Linked DNA regions of Arachis hypogaea: region 1 is linked to region 2. The links are chromatin contacts, called in public Hi-C maps. All regions are on one chromosome and are shown on one strand. The core of a region is the stretch at or near the end of the contact, and the rest is flanking DNA. Distances in the headings are between cores, read along the strand shown. Region 1 holds the start of LOC112720461 (protein REBELOTE). Region 2 holds the start of LOC112720458 (pentatricopeptide repeat-containing protein At5g39350).

Region 1 (4,506 bases), core at 1,950-4,449, 250 kb after region 2:
AGCCCAGCCCATCATCTGTTCCTTCTTCTGCAACTCCCCCAACGTCGACGTAACCTACTTTTGGAAATGGCTCGGCATCGCCAACATCGTGGACCACATACAACTCTACCAAGCCCCGTAACCCAGCAATGTTGCACATCTCGATTGCTTCTGCGTCACCCTTCAGCATCTTCAGGGAAGTCTCCAAATCATCAAAGCTTGGATCTTTATACCACAACGTAACAATGTTGGCCTGCAAGTACCCAAACTGCCTTAGTTCTTCATAGGCCTCAAACAAAGACCAACGATCGCTGTCAATGTCCTCGATGATGGTACTTTGACCCTTTAGGTACTTAAAAACCCCCTCCTCATAACCGAATGCACCCCATGATGCACCCTCACGTTCATATACACCATCTTCTGCTCAGTCAACCCTGCAATACAGCAGAATACATTACTCACAAACACATATACAGTAGAATACATTACTCACAAACTCTAGCTATAGCAGCAGACTCAAAAGCCTGCATTCAACCCCTAAATGCTCGGACAAAGCAACATCGTGATCAAAACCAAACCCACAACATGTTGTGAATAGTTGACGTGATTGCTTGAGGGATGGAAAGTAATCGTACCTGAACAATCAGCTGCTGCAGCGATGACGATCACTCACCAATGTCTCAGCACACCGATTCTCAACCTCCCCAATGGCGACAATGCTTTCTGTTCGCACCTACGTCTGAGGGTTTCGCAGCAATGTTTCAGTTCTCAAGTGTTTCAAGGAAGTTTATGCGTTGCTTCATGAGGAGGTGTGCACTTCGCGGGAATGAACATTAAGGGAGAGAAACCGCAAAGGGCAGAGTTGTCATTAAATTTTATTTTTGGTGCGAAAGGACCATTTTAATACAACTGTCAACTTCGGGGATGATTTTGTTTTAAAAAAAAACTTAGGGACGAAACAAATTTTTGACCCCTACGTTAGGGACCAAAATTGAACTTAACCCTTTATGTTATGTTATATAATTACTGTTTGAAATCTGAATTTAGGATTGCTGGGTTTGGAAATATCTATCTTTTATCATGTTAATGTTGTTAATAATGTATGTGGCAAAATTATGTTTGGTGCTAAGAAATACACAAACTCAAAATGAATGAAAGTTCTTGTTTCAATATTGCATTTTAATTTCATGATTGCATAACACAGTATCTTATATTAGCTTATACATAACAAAATTCAGGATCCTAAAGTTCTATTATCTATTGTTTGTTTACTAAAAAGCTAACCAAACAAGCAACAAGACCAGTAGTGATAGTCACTGCCAAAAACACTATAACCATCATCATCATCTTTAGTGACCTAATATCATTCTTCAAATTTTTTAGCCTCCACTTAAACTCATTCACCACTTCTTGCTGAAATTGACCAACACCTTGTTGTCCATCGTATCCATCAGCCTAACGAAAAAAATTACAATGGCTTCCATACTACAAAGAAAAGAAATAAATGCTGAAAGAGAAGAAATAAATGCTAAAATCAGCTTTCCTCAATGTATGAAACATGAAATTTCTTGGACAAACTACAAACCTCATAATTATGATAGCCATGACATGGTCTTCTTGGATTTTTTGGTGTTTTCAAAAACTTGATTATTGCTCGCAAACCGTAGTTGCAAAATACTGCATTCTTGGCAGCAACTCTGGGTCGAATGCCTTTCCTCCCACTTGAGTAGTTTCTATCTGAGCTTCCTTGACTTGTATCTCCACCATCCATCATTATTCAACAACCATGCGAAGATGATTTTCAGATTCGAGATCTCTTAGACAAAGAGAAGAAAAGAACGAAGATGATCTCAAATTTAGGGATTTAAGGTTTTAAATTTCATGATGGGATTGATTTGAGCACAAACAATTAATTTAGAACACCATTTTTACATGTTGTAGTGTCTACGTCAAACTACTTATTAGGCAGCCAGTATGGCAGTTAACATCCCACATCAGCATCTCATTAATGTCAGTTTACTAAAGGACTAACGAGGAATAATATTTTGTAATTTTGGAAACTTATTTGGTAATTTTTTAAAGTCAAGAGTATAATTGAAGCACGATTAAAAATTCAGGGACCAAATATGACATTTCATCCGAAGGAATAAACCAAATATGTATTGACAAATGAAAAAGACAAAGTCTCACGTAAAAAAGATAAATTAATTAAGCTAATCATATATGTATGAAACTATGAATCGTTGCATGGCATGGGGAGGCAATGACTGGTGAGGATGCATAAATAGTGGCATCATGACAGCGATGAACTCCACTAATTGCAGACTATTTTTTAGAAGAATTGTATAGGATATGATATGAAAATGAATATTGTGTGATCCTAAACTTGTATGCGAATCTCAATTTAATCTCTAAAATTTTAATTGTCTCTATTTAATTTTTAAATTTGACAAACGTAACTAATGTTAGTCCATAAAATAATTTTTGCCACTTAGTTAACAGAATGCTAACGTAGACAGTCGAATACCATGCTAGACTCTATAAAATGATGTCAATTTAGTTTTGACACTTAAATAGCTCAAAAACAACATCGTAATAGTGTTTATTAAAACTTTTTCTCCCAAAATAAGTATAGAATATGGTTTTTGAACTATTGAGTGTCCAAACCAACTGCATCATTTTAAGGTTCAATGTGACATCTGACTGTATATCAGTAGTTCATTAATGTTTGTGTGTAGAAAATTATCTCAAAAACTAATGTAAATCATGTTTGTATAATTTGGAGACTAAACAGAGACAATTAAAATAATTTAAGGAGTAAATTAAAACTAATGCATAAGTTCAATAGTAAATAATAATAGGCCAATTCTATAGTGTCTATGAGTTTTTGTCTAAACTTTGCCTAACTTACTTTTTGTAGTAAGTTTTGATTTTTTAAAAATTATTTATTCTTATATCTTTTAAATTAAATAATAACTTTTAACCCTTTTTAGTAAATAGGCACCACTTTTTAGGCACTATAACATTCACCATAATAATATTGCAACTAAACTCGATATTACCCAATGTTTTGAAAATTGGACCGGACCGGCTAACTGTGAACCGGCAGTAATCGTGGTCCGGGTTGCTCCCTGAAACCGTTTCTCAAAAAACCGGAGAAGAATTACGGAACAGTGAACCGACCGGTTTAAAAGAAACGGGGTCGTTTTTTGGAAAATTTGGCTTATTTCCCTCTTGGTTCTGAAGCTCCTTCGTTTCTTTCTCCCTATCTCCCTCCCTTTATTTCATTCGCAGAAACTCAGCCAAAAAACCCTAGCACTGTAAGCCTACACCGCCGCAAGGAGTGGCATACTGCCGCCGTCCGTCCTTCTATCTAGCTTCCCTCGTGGTCCAAGTCTTCAACCCCTGTTCACTGTCACCGATCGCAGCTGCTTCCTCGAGCTCGGCGTCCGTCGTCTTTGTCTGCCCAGCCGCGCTTCCGCCGCCGTTTGTTTGCCGTTCACGTTCGCGTCTTCGTTCGCGTTCTTCGCCGTTCAAGTTTGCTCGGCGTTCACCGTTCGCATTCACTCGCCGTTCACCGTTCGGGTTCGCATTCGCGTTCGTCTGGAAGCCACGTTGCTCTGCTTCAAACTCTGCCCAACCCGCGCGCTCCACCTAGCCGTCGAACTGCTCTCTTTTGTCGCCGCTGTGAGTTCCCTAAACCCGCCACCAGACAATCCACTCACACAACACCAATACGCTGCTTCAAACTCTGCAACTTCTTATTTCTATTACAATAAGTAACTATTTGATTTGGTAGTGGTTTGGATTTTTTTCATAGACTGAATTAAAGTATACAATAGTTATGTTCTCTTCTCTATCACATTGAAATTAAGCTTTGAATTCTCTTATTTCGTTTTAAGTTTACCGCACTCAACATGTTTGATGAAATGCTTTAACCATATTTCGGGTTGGTTTATCATTTCTAGCTTTTAGAAACTTAGTAAGTTGATTGCATGTGAAATTAGAATATTTGGATCTTAGTAATTAGGAAATTTTAGCTGCACAAATAGCATCTTTGTAGAAAACATATTAGCATGATGATTCCACTTGCATTAGTGTTCTTCTGGTAAATTTTAACTGTAGTGTGAACTTGTTAATTTGCTAATTGTTCGTGTTGTTGTTCTGTTGTTCTTCTGTTATTTTATTTTTTTTTTGTTTTTGTTGTGATTCTCTGTTCTTGAACTTGTTAAGTTGATAATTTGCTAAATTGTTGGGCTGCTGTTGTTTAATTTGCTAAACTGTTAGGTTTCTACGATATAATTTGTTGGATTTTCTATTAAGGTCTTGTTCTTGTTTATTTGCTAAATTGTTGTTGTGTATTTATTGTTGTCTTTGAGATTCTTGCTGGATATTGGTGATCATTGATTTATTATATGCTTCATGTTTTCATTGTTTTCTTCTTCTGAAGGGAAAAAAAATTCTGTTTTCATTGTTTTGTTGATTGTTTGTTTTGTTTCAGAAATCAATTTTTTGTGATCAATGCTC
Region 2 (5,083 bases), core at 2,243-4,742:
CATAAATCATGGCATTCCAAGTAACAACATCAGATTTGTCCATTCTATCAAATACATTTTCAGCATCATTTAGCCTTCCACAATTGGCATATAAAGTCAATAAAGCAGCACCAGCAGACTTGTAAAACGCATCCCCGGAAATGACTTTGACACCATAACAGTGCACTTCATTCCCACTAGTTAAGGACCCCAAAAACCTGCATGATACAAGGATACCAGAAAGAGAATCCACATCAGGCAAAACCATCCCAAAATTAACCATATCCCTAAAAGTTCCCAATGCAAGATCATGTCTCCCAACACCAGCATAACCTGAAATTAATGTTGTCCATGAAATAACATTAGGATCCTTAATTTGATGAAAGACCCTTAAGGCCTCACTGCAAAGCCCCATCTTACAATAAGCATCCATCATAGTGTTCCATGTCACAACATCCGGTTCGCAATCCCCACTTGCTCTCATCAATCCCAACAGTCGCACAGCCTCCTCGAACAACCCATTAGACACATACCCAGACATCATTGAATTCCATGAAAAAACATCTCGTTCAGACATTTCATTGAACACCTTTTGAGCACTCTGAACGTCTGCGCATTTTGAGTACATATCCAGCACAGCATTGCGAGCTTGCAAGTTGGACTCTGACCCGAAAATGATGACATCCTTGTGCACTGCAACACCGGTTTCAAACCACCGAGATTGAGCACATGCCTTTAAAACCTTGGGAAACACGTAACCATCTGGGACAACACCCATTACCCTCAAATCAACATAGGTTCTTATGCATTGGCGCATTTGCCCATGTCTGGAGTAGAACCGCAAGATGGAGGTGAAGGCGAACACATTAGGTGGGTGCAGGTGATGGAGCAAGAACAATGCAGAAGATATGTCATCGCAATCAATGTAAAGCTGGATTAGTTTCGTCGCAAAGAAAGGGTTGCGGTGTGTGCCATTGATGATGATTTGCTGGTGAATCTGTTTTGCTTTGGTGAGAGATTTGGAAGATGAGCATGCTTGTAATGTGATTGAGGTTTGTGTTGGTGGAGATGGTAAGAATGAAAATGCTCTTTGTGAGCGTAGTGGCCATACCCTCATTAATATGGAGCGTTGCTGTTGAAATAGGTTCTAAATTCTCATTTGAATCTTCTATTTCTCTTCCTAACACGCCTAAGGTCTAACACAAACAGAACAGGAGTGAACACTTGGCCAATTTCATTGGCTGACATTTGACCCCCTTTTTATCTTCCAAATGGCTTCAATTCATAGGCGTTCTCCTCTGCAACACAAGAGAAAGAAGAATGTTATGATTCCTTGGCCACAAGGAATATGACTACACCATCAATGAAGAGTGTACTTTTTGTTATCCTGTGGAGCTATATGCATGTCTATGTTGCCATTCATTTCATTTTTTGCCTGAGTCGTTTGGATGTTCTTGCATGTTATGTAGTCTTAGCCAATGGATGTAAATTTTCCTGCTTTTACCAACTATCTAATTGGCTATGCATTGTTCAATAGAGTGCTGCATGTTGTGAGATTGCCTTTCTTAAAAGAGTACGGAAAATCTTAAAACATCATGGCTATTTGGAGTGCAGAAAATTGAATAAAAAAATTAATACAAATTGTTTGTGCAGCATACATACACCAAGTAAAATCAGATTTCTATATAAAGTATAAACTAATTGATACTCGAGGATTCTACAGCAGAACAACATACCTCAGTTGCGAAGGAGAAATGGGTGCATAGTGCATACCATTTGACTAGGCTAGATCCATTCCATTTAAGTCTTGCATACTAAGCTTCTTACTTTGAAATATATCGATTCTATTCTTTTAATATAGCTCTCAACCATGGTGCACTTATTGTTGTAGTGCTAGCAAGCTTGGATAGAACTTCAAGGTCTGTGTTGACCGTGTTTGAGAAGTTGCAACAATAGAAAACTACTTCCGAAAATTCTACAAAGTTTGCATTTTGATGATTACACTACTTAAATGTTCTATTAATGCACCCTGTTTGGAGAATTTGTTGATTGGATCATGTCATATTTTAGAGAAATCAGTACCGAAGCAGTTATCGTAGTTATGCTGTTATGCAGCTGTTCAAACAAAAGAGATATAATGGTTAGATTCATTCTCTTTAACCTTTTGTTTAGATAATCAACCATTTCCATTCAGAATTTGGAAGATGGAAATGCCTGAAAAAAAAAAGCTTTGTATGAGGTTGTTATGTTAATATTATCATGATTTTACAAATTATAGTTATCATAACAAATACATGTTACATGCATGCTTTGAACTAAATACCTTCTGCAGGCAAAGTTGGTTTTCAACTATTTATTGTAACTAAATAAATTGTATCCCTAATCATCTAGCTTAAAACAAGTTAACAACACACTGAAGTTACACAAAGAGCATAACAAACAACAATGGCAGAACAATCACGAAGCATGAAAACAAATTCAAAAATCAATGCCTAATTTGGGCAATTCTCTTCAATGGCAGCACAATGGCAAAAGAAAGCAAGAAAACAAACTCAAACTCACGACAAAGGCGGAACAGTGATGAGACACCATGCCGGAGACATGACAGCAGAGCAGACCCGAGACTGCATAGTTGAGACACAACGGAAGAGCAAGACACCATGCAGCTTACCTAGACTTAACTCGTAAGAGTTTACCTACTACGATTTTTTTTGTTCCATATAAACAAAACAATCATAATACAAAAAATATATATCTTACAGAAAATTTGCTCAAATATGAGCATTCTAAGTTCATAATTCCACCATAAAGCACATGATAAATCAAAAATAGAAGTTTTCTAGTGCTATAGTGCATGAAGATCCTTCACAATTATGCAATAACAATTCATGCTTAAGCACTCTATGTTCTGATTCTAATATAACAATTTAACACACACAAGCATACAAACAAAGCATGATTCCTAATCAACATTCTCAGACAGCTTGATTCCTGAAAAAAATGTATAACACTCCAACTAAATCAGAATCATTGAACAGCCACAACCCTCCCTAATCAACAGAATAAGTAACTGCCATAATAAAATAACAGAGTATCAATGATCAAATTTCTAACACTAACAGAATAACAAACTAACAGGTAACACACTAACAATTAAAGAAATTCTATTTCTAATTTTGAAATAGATGTGATGGAGATGGAGAATGAAGATGTACCTGAATCTGAAGGGGAGAAAGGAAGGAGAAGGCACGGCGGAGAAGAAGTAGAGGCGAAGACGAAGCACCACCGACGACTAATGGAGGAGATACGGGAAAAGCAGAACGACGGTGAAAGACGGAGTAGGAGAAGAGGCGAATGGCGGAGCACCACCAGACGGCAAACGCGACGGGAAGGAGCATAGGTAGCAGCCGCGGTTGGATGTTGGGCTCTAGGGTTTAGCCATTTGGGCTTCATTAAGGTAGGCACGGGCTTTTGGGCCCGAAGAGAAATAAGTCCAAAACAACATGTCACTCATGAGGATTTTTTTTATTTAAATTAAATAAATATAGTATTTATAAAAATGAATAACGGTGAGGTAATTACAAAAATGCATCTTTGGTCACATCTCGGACGTTGAGAGGATTTTTTAAAAATGGGCGTATTTCGGATACATAGACCCCGTTCTGTGATAGAGTGACCGTGAGTCACATTTAGGGTGCACCCGGGATATGAACATGCGTTGATATTTGATACTGAGCATCCGAGATACGCGCATTTTGTGATGAGATCTCAGCATCCGAGATAAACCCAGCTTCCTAATGCCCCCTCAGCATTCGAGATGTAGTTAAGTATATAATTAGGGTTTTAACACTCAGGATATGCGTATTATGGTGTAGATGTCTATGCACCAAGATATGTTGTAGAATAAGTCTATTTATAGAGCCCATCCCAATACCTCCCCTCACACAATTCACAAACCAATCTTTTCTTTCTCTTTCCGTTTTATTCTGATGGAGAATAATCAATTCTTTTTTGTTGTGGTTTATCCCAATGGGATAGTCAGACACGGTGATGAAGGAGTGATTTTCGAGTCTGACAAGACTGTCATGTTGTGCACTTATCGGGTTGATAGCCTGGATGCGCTAAAGACAGTCATGCTAAGCAAAATGGGGGAGTAGGAACGAAGGAGGTTGGGTGGGTTGCATATAGATTTCTGAACACACCTTTCGAACGGTGGATTTACCAACCAATTATTTTGGATTGATGGGGATCAGCATGTCAGGGTAATATTCGACGTACATACACGGCTAATGCCGCAACATATAATGGAGTTGTATGTTGTGGTCTGTGACGTGGTTGTTGATGGTGGGCTGTCTCTTTCGAATCCTGAAGTTGTGACGCTCGAGGCGACACCGATCCACTATGCCCAGTGTAACAACTCATTACCCTAAGCCTTACCTCTAGCCGTAAAGCGAAGAATGACGAAGCGTCACGACAGTTCTAAAACTCATGTAGTAATAAATATAGAAGGAAATAGTAATACTAGAAGCTCGAGGAAGGAATAAAAGCTCAAAATCGCATAAAGCGGATTTACAAAGCGCGAAGCGTTCACACACGATAACTAAAAAGCGCAAAGCCACAAGATACAACATGAGACGTAAAATAATAATAATCAAAATATATATATATATATATATATATATATATATATATGTATGTATGTATGTATGTATGTATGTATGTATGTATGTATGTATGTATGTATGTATGTATGTATGTATGTCATAGAGTACTAGCCGCAGCCCGCAAAGTTTAGGCCGACTAGTCATATACAGACATAACAGAGTTTTTGAGTTAAACAACATATACAACTTATCTCTCAAAGTAGGTCTCTAAGGCAACAAAGTGCAAAGTACAAAAGTGAGAGAACTACAACATAATATCCAAAAGACAAAGAGGTAGCAAAAGATCCTCTGGTCTGTCACCATCCCACAGCTCACCGAGGTGGGTTACGACCTGCATCTGAAAAATAACAACAACATATGATATGTGAACCGGAGGTTCTCAGTATGGTAACATTTCCCAATATATAAGATGTAAGGTTCCGGGAAGCCAAAGGCAATCC

Evidence for each region. Hi-C and Micro-C count contacts between places; a contact is called where the count stands out from the background.
Region 1: a contact with region 2 is called in a Hi-C map of leaf, with 2.4 times the contacts expected there. The contact joins the promoter of LOC112720461 here to the promoter of LOC112720458 in region 2. A contact is called at or near these places in 2 of 8 Hi-C or Micro-C datasets (both in leaf).

The regions. Positions count from the first base shown.
Region 1 is chr11:18,446,688-18,451,193 of arahy.Tifrunner.gnm2.J5K5, forward strand. It overlaps LOC112720461 (protein REBELOTE), which reads left to right and starts at 3,200. Exons shown (of 16, transcript XM_072206553.1): 1 at 3,200-3,666.
Region 2 is chr11:18,196,951-18,202,033 of arahy.Tifrunner.gnm2.J5K5, forward strand. It overlaps LOC112720458 (pentatricopeptide repeat-containing protein At5g39350), which reads right to left and starts at 3,493. Exons shown (of 3, transcript XM_025771403.3): 1 at 3,195-3,493; 2 at 1,716-2,094; 3 at 1-1,277. The coding sequence starts at 1,096.